2 separate regions of the Mus musculus genome follow, and region 1 is linked to region 2. The links are chromatin contacts, called in public HiChIP or PLAC-seq maps. All regions are on one chromosome and are shown on one strand. The core of a region is the stretch at or near the end of the contact, and the rest is flanking DNA. Distances in the headings are between cores, read along the strand shown. Region 1 overlaps Nbeal1 (neurobeachin like 1). Region 2 has its middle 18 kb from the start of Fam117b.

Region 1 (6,507 bases), core at 2,559-5,058, 340 kb after region 2:
CTAATGGAGACTTGATGCTTCAGACCATTTAGATACAGGGAACAGAGAGAAAATTCTTTGTAATTTTACTCTGCCCACTTAAAATCTGAGCATTGGGGCTGGAGAGATGGCTCAGTGGTTAAGAACACTGACTGCTCTTCCACAGGACCTGAGTTCAATTCCCAGCAACCACATGGTGGCTCACAACCATCTGTAATGGATTCTAACGCCCTCTTCTGGTGTGTCTAAAGATAGCAACAGTGTACTCATAATACAAAAAAATAAATGTCTTTTTTTTTAACTCTTTTTTTATTTTAAACGATTTACATTTCAAATCCTGAAAGTCCCCTATACCCTCCTTCCACCCTGTTCCCCAACCCACTCACTCCTGCTTCCTGGCCCTGGCATTCATTCCCCTGTACTGGGGCATATAATCTTTGCAAGACCAAGGACCTCTCCTCCCAATGATGGCTGACTAGGCCATCTTCTGCTACATATGCAGCTAGAGACACGAGCTCTTGGGGGTCCTGGTTAGTTCATATTGTTGTTCCACCTATAGGGTTGCAGACCCCTTCAGCTCCTTGGGTACTTTCTCTATAGCTCCTCCACTGGGGTCCCTGTGTTCCATCCTATAGATGACTGTGAGTATCCACTTCTGTATTTGCCAGACACTGGCATAGCCTCACAAGAGACAGCTATATCAGGGACCTGCCGGCAAAATCTTGCTGGCATATGCAATAGTGTCTGCATTTGGTGGATGATTATGGGATGGATCCCGGGGTGGGGCAGTCTCTGGATGGTTCTCCTTCCATCTCAAGTCAAAATTTTGTCTGTGTAATTCCTTCCATGATCATTTTGTTCCCCATTCTAAGGAGGAACAAAGTATCTACACTTTGGTCTTTCTTCTTCTTAAGTTTCATGTGTTTTGCAAATTGTATCTTGGGTAGTCTTAAGTTTCTGGGCTAATATCCACTTATCAGTGAGTACATATCATTTGAGTTCTTTTGTGATTGGGTTACCTCACTCAGGATGATGCCCTCCAGGTCCATCCATTTGCCTAAGAATTTCATAAATTCATTGTTTTTAATAGCTGAGTAGTACTCCATTGTGTAAATGTACCACATTTTCTGTATCCATTCCTCTGTTGAGGGACATCCGGGTTCTTTCCAGCTTCTGGCTATTATAAATAAGGCTGCTATGAACATAGTGGAACAGGTGTCCTTATTACCAGTTGGAGTATCTTCTGGATATATGCCCAGGAGAGGTATTGCAGGATCCTCCGGTAGTACTGTGTCCAATTTTCTGAGAAACCGCCAGACTGATTTCCAGAGTGGTTGCACAAGCTTGCAATCCTACTAGCAATGGAGGAGTGTTCCTCTTTCACCACATCCTCGCCAGCTGTCACCTTAATTTTTTATCTTAGCCATTCTGACTGGTGTGAGCATTGTTGTAAACCTAATGTAGAGCCATTGAGCTATGCCCCTAGTTCTTGTTGTTTAACTTGGGTCTCAGAATATAGCTCAGGGTGGCCCTGAACACTCAAACCTTCTTTATTTAACTCTCCAGTTCTAGGCCACCACAGGAATCAGAAATTTAATCTAGCTTCTTTTTTTTTTTTTTATTTGAGTCATACTTCTATGTAATAATAGACCCTGTCTTATAGGTGCTGGGGAGGAGAGGGTAGAACAGGACAGGATGACAGACAGACAGAGAAGATGAAGGTAAAGGAAGTGTCATATAGCTTAGTCTGAAGAAAACAGTTCTATAAACCAGTTGTTTCTAATTTCACTTTCTTTGATGGACTTTTGTATCATTATTATTATTATTATTATTATAGAAGAACATAGAATCTGTTTTAAGATGGACATTTTCAGGTTCAAGGGCATGTCTATTATCCCAGTTCCTGAGATACATGAGACAGATAGAAGGTTTACAATTTTAAGGTCAGCTTAGATAGCATAGATAGCATAGAAAGCCCCTGTTACAAAAGAGAGAGAAGGATGAATATAGATAGACATAGATAATAAAGAGAACAAAACTCATTTCATAATTTATGTATCTTATGTTAGTTTAAATAAGTATTCAACATTTAATATTTCAACAAATTTAGTCATTGAAAATGTGCTTTAATATATTGTTTTACTCTCTAGGAAGTATTTAAAGAAAGAATTGGCTATATGCACATGTTTGAGGTATTAAAATCTTTGGGCCAGCCACCACAAGAATTGCTTAAAGAACTTATGAACATGGTGAGTTTTTAACCTTTCTGATGAGAAGTTCTACTCTCTCCACTTTAGGAATAATAACTACCGTCTCCTCTGTGTTACTTTTCAGGCTGTTGAGGGTGATCACACTTCAGTTGGCATTTTGGGCATTAGTAATGTCCAACCTCTCTTGGTTCTTATCCAGTGGCTTCCGGAGCTAGAATCTCATGACCTGCAAATCTTTGTCTCTGATTGGCTGAAAAAAATTTGTTGCATTAATAAGCAGAGCAGAACTACCTGTGTGAATGCAAACATGGGAATAAAAATCATTGAAGCCCTTGAATCCCATTCTTCCCTACATCGAACTTGTGCTGAGAACTTGATTGCAATCCATGGTTCATTGGGGAGTCAGTCTGTGAGCTCAGAAGAAATCCGTCGGCTTCTGCGACTGCTGAGAGTAGATGAATCAGAGTGTATTCACCCATATACCATTCCTGTGACTCGTGCAGTCCTGACAATGGCACGGAAACTCAGTTTTGAGAGTGCACTGCAGTATTTTAATTTGTCACATAGCATGGCCGGAATTTCTGTGCCTGCTATTCAGAGATGGCCTGGGTCTGCATTTTCCTTCACTGCTTGGTTTTGCTTAGATCAGGATCCGTTGACCCTTGGGAGTGCCAACAAAGGAGGAAAAAGAAAACAATTATATAGGTAATGGTATAAGTTGTGGAATACAGATGAATATTGTCATGTAGTATATGCTATGATTCATGAATAGGAAAAAGTAAGCATCTAGGTTTTAAAATTTATAACAGTTGATGTGAAAATTTTTCATTTTGTGGCTGTATAGTTTAGAGGTGCTTCATTGCTTTCAAAATATTCTGTATTTTAGATATTTTTCTGACTATATACTGAGTGCCTGTAGGAAAAAAATAGAAGTAGTATAAAAGTGGAGAAGAAAGGAGTAGTAAACTCTGCCCCATTGAAGGAGTTATAGATTTTAACATGCTTTATGGTCTTAAAAACTTTTATGTACACTTTCTGAATGTTCAGAAGAATTTAAATATTTGAAAATTTAGTTTTGCTCTAGTTCAGTGGTTCTCAACCTGTGGTTTGCAACCCCTTTAGGGAAATCTATTTGACCAATTCACAGGTTCCTAAGACCATCAGAAAACATGGATTTTCACGTTATGATTCAGAAGTAGCAAAATTACAGTTGTAAAGTAGCAGCAAAAATAATTTTATAGGTGGGGGTCAGCAAGACATGAGGAACTGTATTAAAGGGTTGCTGCATTAGCAAGGTTGGGGACCACTGCTTTAGCTTGATAGTGAATCCCATTTACAGTATTACCTTTTATAATTTATTAACCTTTATGCCCAAAATGGATTTAAAAATGACAAGGTTGGGCTGCTGAATTAAGTAGCAACATTGTTGATAATGATATTTGTGATTGCTTTATGGTTAATAATGATGGGCTTCAAGTTGATCTCGGAGGTTCTGAGAACATGTATTTTGTTAGCTTTTTTACAGGAAGTGGAATGGGTTTTGAAGCTTTCATTACCCACTCAGGTGTGCTGGTTGTGGCAGTGTGCACAAAGAGAGAGTACGCGACAGTTATGCTTCCTGACCACAGCTTCTGTGATTCTCTCTGGGTGAGACTTGAGGATGCCACCTCAGACTCTCGGCTCTGTTTTGTCTTTAAGATGTATAACAGTTGGATGTCTCTTTATGAGGAACTTTGATCAGCTTTGCCAGTTTTCATTTCCACATGAAAATTGTGAAAGTTGTGAAGTTCTCTCTATAAAGATGTTAGTGTATTTACCATTGTCATTAAAGTAACAATAATATTTTTTGCTGAAACTTATATTGTGAATCTTTGAAGATTTCCTAGGCTGGTTTTTGAATTTCAATTCAAAATGAAAAGTGAGATTGTTAAACCAGTTATCTCTGTTGCTTATCTAAAAATCATAAAATGCTTCTCATTGAAAAAGATAATTTTAAGAATATTTAAAGCATTATAAAGTGCAGACAAGACTATAATATTTGTGAGTCTTTTGGCAATGGCTTGGTTTTTTTTTTGTAGTACTTAAAATTGTTACTTGTTTTGGGAATGTCATTGAATCAGTTTTTTAGCTGTCCTTAATATTTTGTTTATATAAGTTATGAAGTAATATTCTTTAAGCATATGTCATTGCAAAGGCACAGTGTGATTTTAGTCCTTTTAATGTATGCTTTTCATTGTCAGCATAACATAACCATCGTTCACATGCCTGGAAAAAGGCCCTTTGGCCAGAGTCTTGTCTATATCTATGACAATGGACAACAAAAGGTTTCTGCCCCTCTCAGATTTCCTGCCATGAATGAGGTGAGTACATGTACCTTACTCTTTATAGGCCTATTGACTGAAAAAAATCCCGAAAATATTTATGAAATATATTCCATTTTTTGCCTAATATTTTGAATTGTGTTGTATGTTAAGATACAGAAAATTGGTATTCATTTCTCTTAGTCTGCCATTAGATAATTTCAGATGTTATGTGGAAAAAAAACAATTCAAGAAAGAAACATATAATGAAAGGTTTGGAGAAGTAGGTTCAGCAAAGCCAAAGACCAAAGTATCATAAAATACAAAACAAAACGCCCAGACTTCTTTAAAGTATATAAAATGGTTAAGAAAATTCTACAATACTGCTGGGCGTGGTGGCGCACGCCTTTAATCCCAGCACTCTGGAGGCAGAGGCAGGTGGATTTCTGAGTTCCAGGCCAGCCTGGTCTACAAAGTGACTTCCAGGACAGCCAGGGCTACACAGAGAAACCCTGTCTCGAAAAAACAAAAAAACAAAAAAAACAAAAAAAGAAAATTCTACAATAGACTTTGCTATCTGTTAAATTTGAACTGGTGATGAAGTTATCTCAAGCTTTATTCTCCACATAGGTAAAGAAGGCATTTTGAGACTGGCCAATTTAAGACAGTCTTTTCTAAGACTAGTAGGACAAATTAGGGTGTTTGTCAATAAGATTTACCTGATAGTTTCTTGCTTCATCTCTTAAGTAGCCTTTAATTAACATTATTCTGTTACATAATACTAATGATAAATTTTGTGTGGGAAAGTAATTACCTCTATTTTAGATAACAGTAAACCTCTTTTAACTTTTAAAAAATAATCCTCACCAATTAAAAAAAAGGACTCATTCGAAAAAGACATATTCTTTTATGACTAAAAGTATATGTATATATTCTTAAAAGTAATGTATATATTCTTTTGCTAAAAGTAACTTTGACAGTCATGCCTTAGGTATATACTTGCCTAAATATGTCATGATCTAGTTGAAAAATTAGCTTCACTTTTATTTTAATGTGCTTATTTGCATAGTTTTATATATACTATTTCATCTTATTTTCACTTTATTTTAAAGTTCATTTATTTATTTTCACATTGCTGGATATCAAACCCAAGCTTCACACATCTTAGACAAGTATTTCACCATGGAGCTACATGTACAGCTCCATAGTGTTTAATTTCATTGTTGCTTTGTGGTGTTTGAGATAGGCCCTCACGATGCAGCTCATGCCGGTTTTGCCATGACCCTCCCCAGTCCTGGAACTATTACCTGTGTGTCACCTAGCCCAGATTTGTGCTGTTTACTTTTAAATGTGAAGAGAATTATTTTAAAATTGTGTGATTTTAAGTTCTTTTTGTCATTTTGTTTAATCTTTAGCCATTTACTTCCTGTTGTATTGGTTCAGCTGGGCAAAGAACCACTACTCCTCCACCATCTCAAATCCCAGATCCACCATTTTCTACTCCCATTACCCCTCACCGGACATCATTTGGTGGAATATTGTCATCAGCCTCCTGGGGAGGAACAATTGAAAAATCGAAATTGTTTACCAAATTAATTTCAGCTGGAACCCAAGATAGTGAATGGGGTTGTCCCACGTCTCTGGAGGGCCAGCTAGGATCTGTGATTATATTCCATGAAGCTCTGCAGCCTCCTCAGGTCAAGGCTTTGTATTTAGCAGGTGAGCATGCACAGCCACAGTATTTAGCATTGTCTTTTTCTTCGCGTTTTTACCTGAATGTTTCCTAAAGAGTTACTTGATTTGAAGAATGTGTTTTGTTCATTCATTCATTCATTCATTCACTCACATTTTGGGAATCTACCACATATAAAGGAAGTAATCTAAGTACTGAACTATATTACAGACCTGTGATTGTTTTAATTGGAACTGAAAAGAAAAGCCTGTTTTATAATATACTTTTTTTGTAGGAATGCCTAAAACAAGGGTGTGCTGTGTATACCTTTGTAAGTTCATGAGCA
Region 2 (6,249 bases), core at 3,004-5,503:
GATCTTTGTACCTCAGACTCCTGAGTAGCAGTAACTCTAGGCACGAGCTTAATCATGCCTGGCTTATATTTTAATTAGAATTTTTTTTCCAGTGAGGGTATTGAACCCATGGAGTTGTGTATTCAGCTCAGCACCTTACCACCGAGCTATATCCCTAGCTTGACATTAACCCTTCGAGCTGCAGACCAGTGGTAGTAAATACATTCATAGCACTATTCAGCCATCGGTACCACATCTCCATTTGTTTTCTTCTGTTTCATTTTGGAAAACTGAAACTCCACAACCGCTTCATTATATTTGGTCAAATATGAAAGGGTTTTATTATGTGGGGGTCATTTTCCCCTCTCAAAGATGAGTATATTTGTTATTTAAAAGCAGCATGTATTATTAATGGAAAACACATGTTCAAAAGAAACTGCTAGCTGGGCATGGTGGTGCACACCTTTAGTCCCAGCACTCGGGAGGCAGAGGCAGGCGAATTTCTGAGTTCAAGGCCAGCCTGGTCTACAAAGTGAGTTCCAGGACAGTCAGGGCTATACAGAGAAACCCTGTCTCACCCCCCCCCCCAAAAAAAAGAAAGAAACTGCTACCGAAAAGGCTAGTGGTTTTGGCGTTTCTGGAATCCACACCTTTGGGCCTGAACAGTTTGACCAAACGCATGAGAAGACTAAACTGCTCACCTTTGACCCAGTCAGCCTTGTATAGACCTGCATTCCAAAGATAAACAAATAAATAAATTGGATGTGTGCTCAGAGAGTCAAATACAAAGGTTCTCCAATTGGAAAAACACTAGAAAGAGCCTCTACAATGCTAGTTAACTAGGCCACCATATTAAAGCACCGTGGGCTATAGGGTTTAAACAACAGACATTTTTCCCTCACAGTTAGGAGTCCAAACTCTCAGCACAACTTGGTTCTGGGGCTCAAAGAGGATATTTGGGCTTCATGCATGCCAGGCAAGCACTTTACAACTGGACTGCATCCCTAGACCTTCTGTCTTAGAAGTGTCTTTTACTATGAAGAGACACATGACCATGGCAGCCATTATCAAGGAAAACATTTAGTTGGGGCTGGCTTACAGCTCAGAGGTTGCCCTGGCATGAAGCATGGCATCATGCAGGCAGACATGGTGCTGGAGAAGGAGCTGAAGAGCTCTACATTCTGAAGGCAGCAGGAAAAGAGAGAGAGCCGCTAGGGCTGGCTTGAACTTCTGACACCTCCGAGCCCACCCCCAGTGACACACTTCCTCCAACAAGGCCACACCTACTCCAATAAGGCCGTACCACCAATAATGCTACTCCTTATGAGTCTATGGAAGCCATTTTCATTCAGACCACCAGACCTTCCTTTATGGATTTTTAAAAAGATTTAATACACACACACACACAAACACTGTAGCTGTACAGATAGTTGTGAGCCTTCATGTGGTTGTTGGAAATTGAATTTAAGATCTCTGCTTGCTCCGGTCAACCCTGCTCGCTCAGGTTGCCCCTCTCGCTCAGTCCCTGCTCACTCTGGTCCACAGGTTTATTTATTATTATAATTAAGTACACTGTAGCTGTCTTCAGACATACCAGAAGAGGGCGTCAGATCTCATTACACGTGCTTGTGAGCCACCATGTTGTTTCTGGGATTTGAGCTCAGGACCTTCAGAAAAGCAGTTAGTGTTCTTACCCGTTAAGCCATCTCACCAGCCCCTTTATGGATTTTTTTTAAAGGTGTATTTTTATGATTTTATTATGTATGTATATCTCTGCATGGATATCCGCTCATTTGTAACGTGTGAGCCAGAGCAACCCTTCCCCCCAAGTTAATCAGTGTTTTATCACAGCAGTGGAGAAGCTAATTAGAACAACAGCTTACAGAAGGTAGTTCTCTCCTTCCACCAGGTGGGTGCCAGACCCAGCTCAGCTCATCAGGTTTGGAGGCAAGCACTTTCACTAACAGTATCTTCTCACCAGCCCACAGCAGTAGGTGGACAGAGCATCGTGCTGCTAGATGCACACTTCTGATCCCAGCAGTCAGGAAACAGACAAAGGTGGATCTCTTTGAGTTCAAGGCAAACTTGGTCAAGTTCTAGGGGAGCCAGAGCTATAGAGCAAGACCCTGTCTGAAAATAAAGGGGTCCAGGCTGGATATGTCTCACAGAGCATCTTCCAGAGCCTGAGCTCAGCTTCCAGCCTTGCAAAGAATAAGGTAGCAATGATGACTATAAAACAGTTACAGAGATCTCAGGCTAGCAAAACCTGGTCAGTAGGCTGTGGGTAATATTTGAGAAATGTAGTTGTTTGGAAGACAGGATGAGCAAGACCAGAGGTAATGAAGGATCACTGCGCTGAGTGGGGGTGGGGTGGGGATGAAGGAAAGTTTTTGAGTGTTTGTTAATGACACAGAGGGGGCTGTGAATGTGAGATACTAAAAGATCCTTTCAGAACTCATGTTCAGATTAAAGGTTTTCCCATACTAGTACTTTGTCCGACGTCTCTTTCCCATCCTCTGTACATAGCAAATCATTATGACCCACAGGCCAGCCTTGTGCCTTCAGTGTCCCAGACTGACACTTCCATGGAGGTCTTTGCTTTTTACAGCAGAAAAACGTTCACGAATTCCAGGGTCCTAGCAGTTTGCTCCGATCCAAGGCCAAACTTGAGGTAACAAATAAGAATATCCTCTTGATTACATGGACCTTGCCTCGTCTGACCTTTACCAGGAAGCATGAAGTTGGAATGCTGTCAGGCAAGCTTCTAGAATGGCCCCTCAGCCCACTACTTACGGTTGGGAAGTAAGGGTATTGAAACCAGGGTGTTGCCACCTAAGCTTGTCTTAGCAAAACCCTTTTGAACAGATGGCTTTCACTTGCTCTTTGGTCAGACCTGCAAAACACTGAGATAAGGCATTATCTTGGTTACAGAAAACCTCTCAGAGGTCTCTCAGCTGACAGCGCCTACAGCACTTGAGCCACATCTTTCTTTTTGTCTTTAGAACCCTGGGTTTGGCGGAGTGCAGGCAGCTAATTGATATTGGTTTGAATGACTTCATAACCAGCTACCTCCTTGTGGATCAGTTAATATACACCTGTTACTAATTTGGGGTTCAATTCTCTTCAGGTTGTAAGGCTTGAATGTGACTCTAATATTGTCCTCATTGATTAGGGATGAAAAAGACATGAGCAGTTATTGAGTCTACAGTAGCTTCCTTTTGGCAATGGAGAAACCAAGGCTCACATTTGTTAAATAGTTTTTCAAACAGATGGAAGAATCCATGACCCGATAATGTCTCATCTGCTTTAAATGCCCCAAGGCCTTAAGAAGGCAGTTTCCAATTTCTATTCTACTATGTTCTTTTCCTCTCCCTCTGATGGTTCCCTCCTTCTGAGTACCTTGCTTGGGCACACACATCCTCTAATATTTGTTTTATTTTATTTACTGGGCATTGAACTAGGGCACTTTGCCTGTGACCTCTAACCCTGGTTGAGCTGGGTGAGACCCCTAACCCAGGTTAAAGGCCCTTTTCTGCTCAGTAGACACACTGACATTTCAGGGCCTCCTTTTCTGTTGTGTGGGTCCCAGGGCCCAAACACAGGGCCTCGGACTTGCTGGTGAGCATCTCTCGCACTGAGTGAGCTGCTAGCTCACTGGCCTTCTTGTAAAATACAGTACTTGCTCTATGTGAACTCCAAAATGGCTTTGCCTCTGAAATCCTATGATTGCACCCTGAGAACTGGAAAGGATATAAAATTTTACCCTTTTAAAGTCAAAGTGACACCCTCCTGCCCTGCAGAATTAATTCATCCTTTTGGTATTTGTGTGATGTCCCTTTCTGTTGTTTGATATAAGTGGAATGATTTGGCTCTCATTTCAATGGTTTCAATGGTTGTTTTCCATCTGCCATATACCCAAGAAGTAATTTGCACAATGGTTAATTATTGTTTTCCATTTGTCATGCTACCCAAAAGGAACTGCAGAATGGCCCAAGGTGGTGTGACTCAGCTCCTTCGGGCCCCTTTTCAGGTGTTCTTTTGAAGATCCCAGGCCACCTCCCTCATACCATCCACCCAGGTCTGATCTTCCTTTGCTTCTCATAGAATTGGGAGAAGGGTCACAGGATCCTGAGCTCAGGAAGGGGAGATGCCCGGGAAAGGGAAAGCTGCCAGGTGCTAACTCAGCTCAGGCACAGGCCACGAGTCACTTAAGACCTCTCGAATCTCTGCTCAGTGGGGTTACTAAATTTGCACTGTCTCTGCAGAGTCCTCTAGACGTCTCTTGGCAGCTTGCCCTTTGCCACTTCCCATTCTTCATGCCTACACACCCAGGAGTGGAGGAGAGTCAAGAGATCAGCTTTCTGGCTCCCCCTGAAAGGATGCCCTGTTTGGCAGAGGCAGAGACAAAACCTGCCTGGTTTTGAAAATTGCCCTTATGTGCAAAGCTGCAGGCTGTAGAATTACCTGTGACCTGAACTTAAAGGAACATGGATTGTCTTAGTTAGGGTTTTACTGCTGTAAACAGACACCATGACCACAGCAACTCTTATAAAGGACAACATTTAATTGGGGCTAGTTTCCAAGGTTCAGAGGTTCACTCTATTATGATTATGGCAGGAAGCATGGCAGCATCTAGGCAGGCATGATGTTGGAGGAGCTGAGAGTTCTACCTCTTGTTCCAAGGGCAGCTAAAAGACTGGCTTCTTCCTGGTTAGGAGGATGGTCTCATTGCCCATGCCCACAGTGACATACTTCCTCCAACAAGGCCAAACCTACTCCAACAAGGTACCTCCTAATAGTGCCACTCCCTGGGCCAGGCATATTCAAACCACTCAATGGACACAGCCTTGGATTACTTTACCCAAAACAGGCTTTCTGATTCTCCATAGGCTGCTCACACTATCAGTCACTCATCAGCACTGTGAAGCACTTGTTTTAAGCATGAAGATAAGGTAGAAGAGGAAGAGAAGTCAGGATCTCTGACCTTGAGTACGAAAAGACTAAGGTCTAGAGAGAACACAGAGAGATACTAAATAACATACAAACACACACACAATAAGGAAATAAAGAGACTTTGCAGATGTGTGCAGGTGCTAAGTGGCATGATCAGATCTTGGGTGGAGTCCATCAAAGAGGATGTGTTGCAAGAATAGCTCCTGCAGATTTATTTGAATATATAAATGTAAGGAACCAAGGACATTTATTATTATTTTATTATTATTATTACCATTCTTTTGTTTGTTAGTTTTGTGTGAGGCAAGGTTTCTCTATATAGCCCTGGCTGCCCTGGAACTTGCTTTGTAGACTGGGCTGGTCTTAAACTCAGATATCTCTCTGTCTCTGCTGGGATTAAAGGGGTGGGCCACCACCACCCATTAAAGGCATTTTTAAAAGTTGAAATGATTAAAGAAAGCCCTGTTGTGCCATAGTCTAGAAAGACAAATGGCAGACACTAAAGAGTACACGGTAAATTAAATATGAAAAGAGTCATGAATAGAAAGAAACAATGAAGCTACCCCATGAAATCTATAAGGCACACCTGAGCAGCATGCTAAGGCATGTAGTCATGATGGGTGAGAGTGTGTGTGTGTGTGTGTGTGTGTGTGTGTGTGTGTAGGGGGTTCCTGAGCTTGGAGGACATATGAGTTTATCTGTGGGTATGCCACCTGCCTGCTGTATGGAAACTCCCAAGGGAAGATCAGTAGCAGAGCCCAGGTTAGAACTGCAGCTGTGGAGATGGTGCAGAGATGGACCAGTGAGCAAGGCTTCATGAGGCCCAGAGCCAGAGAAGCCAACATACACGAGTGCTTACTATGTGACAAGCTTAAGCTTGTCCCATGAATTAAAGAGCTAGACCTCAGTGGAACCCTGGGAGAAGCTGTGTGACTGGCTCCAGATTATGTAGTAAGCAAGACAATGGCATTGAACCCAGGCTCCGCAGCTCCAAGTCACTTAGTTACTGTGCCAAGCTCCCCTGCTGACATCAAAAGGGCAAGAGTGGAAAACAGAAGTTGAGAGAATGATCTCTAGAACCAGGTGTTTCTGACAATTTCTGGTGTTTTCTATACACTCAGGACAATCCAGTTAAAAATTGACTTTCCCTTTTTCTCATCCATAAAAAATGGTAAAAGCAGCAACTGAATAGGGTTTCTGTGATGGGAAGATATGGGACGATGTGGGGAGTGTGGGTGGTGTGGGTGGTACTCAGCCAAGAGTTCAATAAAGGTTAACTACCAACGGAACTGCTAGCATCATCCTGGGCTTTAGAGG

Evidence for each region. HiChIP or PLAC-seq counts read pairs in DNA pulled down with a chosen protein or histone mark.
Region 1: an H3K27ac HiChIP or PLAC-seq map of T-cell acute lymphoblastic leukemia shows a contact between it and region 2, with 4 times the contacts expected there. The contact joins two enhancer-like sites. A contact is called at or near these places in 1 of 115 datasets of contacts at active chromatin or transcription factors (T-cell acute lymphoblastic leukemia) and 2 of 9 other capture datasets (liver and pancreatic islet).

What each region holds. Positions count from the first base shown.
Region 1 is chr1:60,232,668-60,239,174 of GRCm38.p6, forward strand. Nbeal1 (neurobeachin like 1) reads left to right here. Exons shown (of 55, transcript NM_173444.2): 12 at 2,130-2,228; 13 at 2,314-2,894; 14 at 3,704-3,836; 15 at 4,430-4,549; 16 at 5,905-6,208. Among named protein-coding and RNA genes, the nearest start is that of Nbeal1, 55 kb to the left of the region's middle. Within about 2 kb of position 3,809, at least 18 of the 459 cell types and tissues checked have an H3K27ac peak or open chromatin away from gene starts, as enhancers often do. A contact at or near this core is called in T-cell acute lymphoblastic leukemia, where this site is marked.
Region 2 is chr1:59,891,393-59,897,641 of GRCm38.p6, forward strand. No RefSeq gene overlaps it. Among named protein-coding and RNA genes, the nearest start is that of Fam117b, 18 kb to the right of the region's middle. Within about 2 kb of position 4,254, at least 77 of the 459 cell types and tissues checked have an H3K27ac peak or open chromatin away from gene starts, as enhancers often do. A contact at or near this core is called in T-cell acute lymphoblastic leukemia, where this site is marked.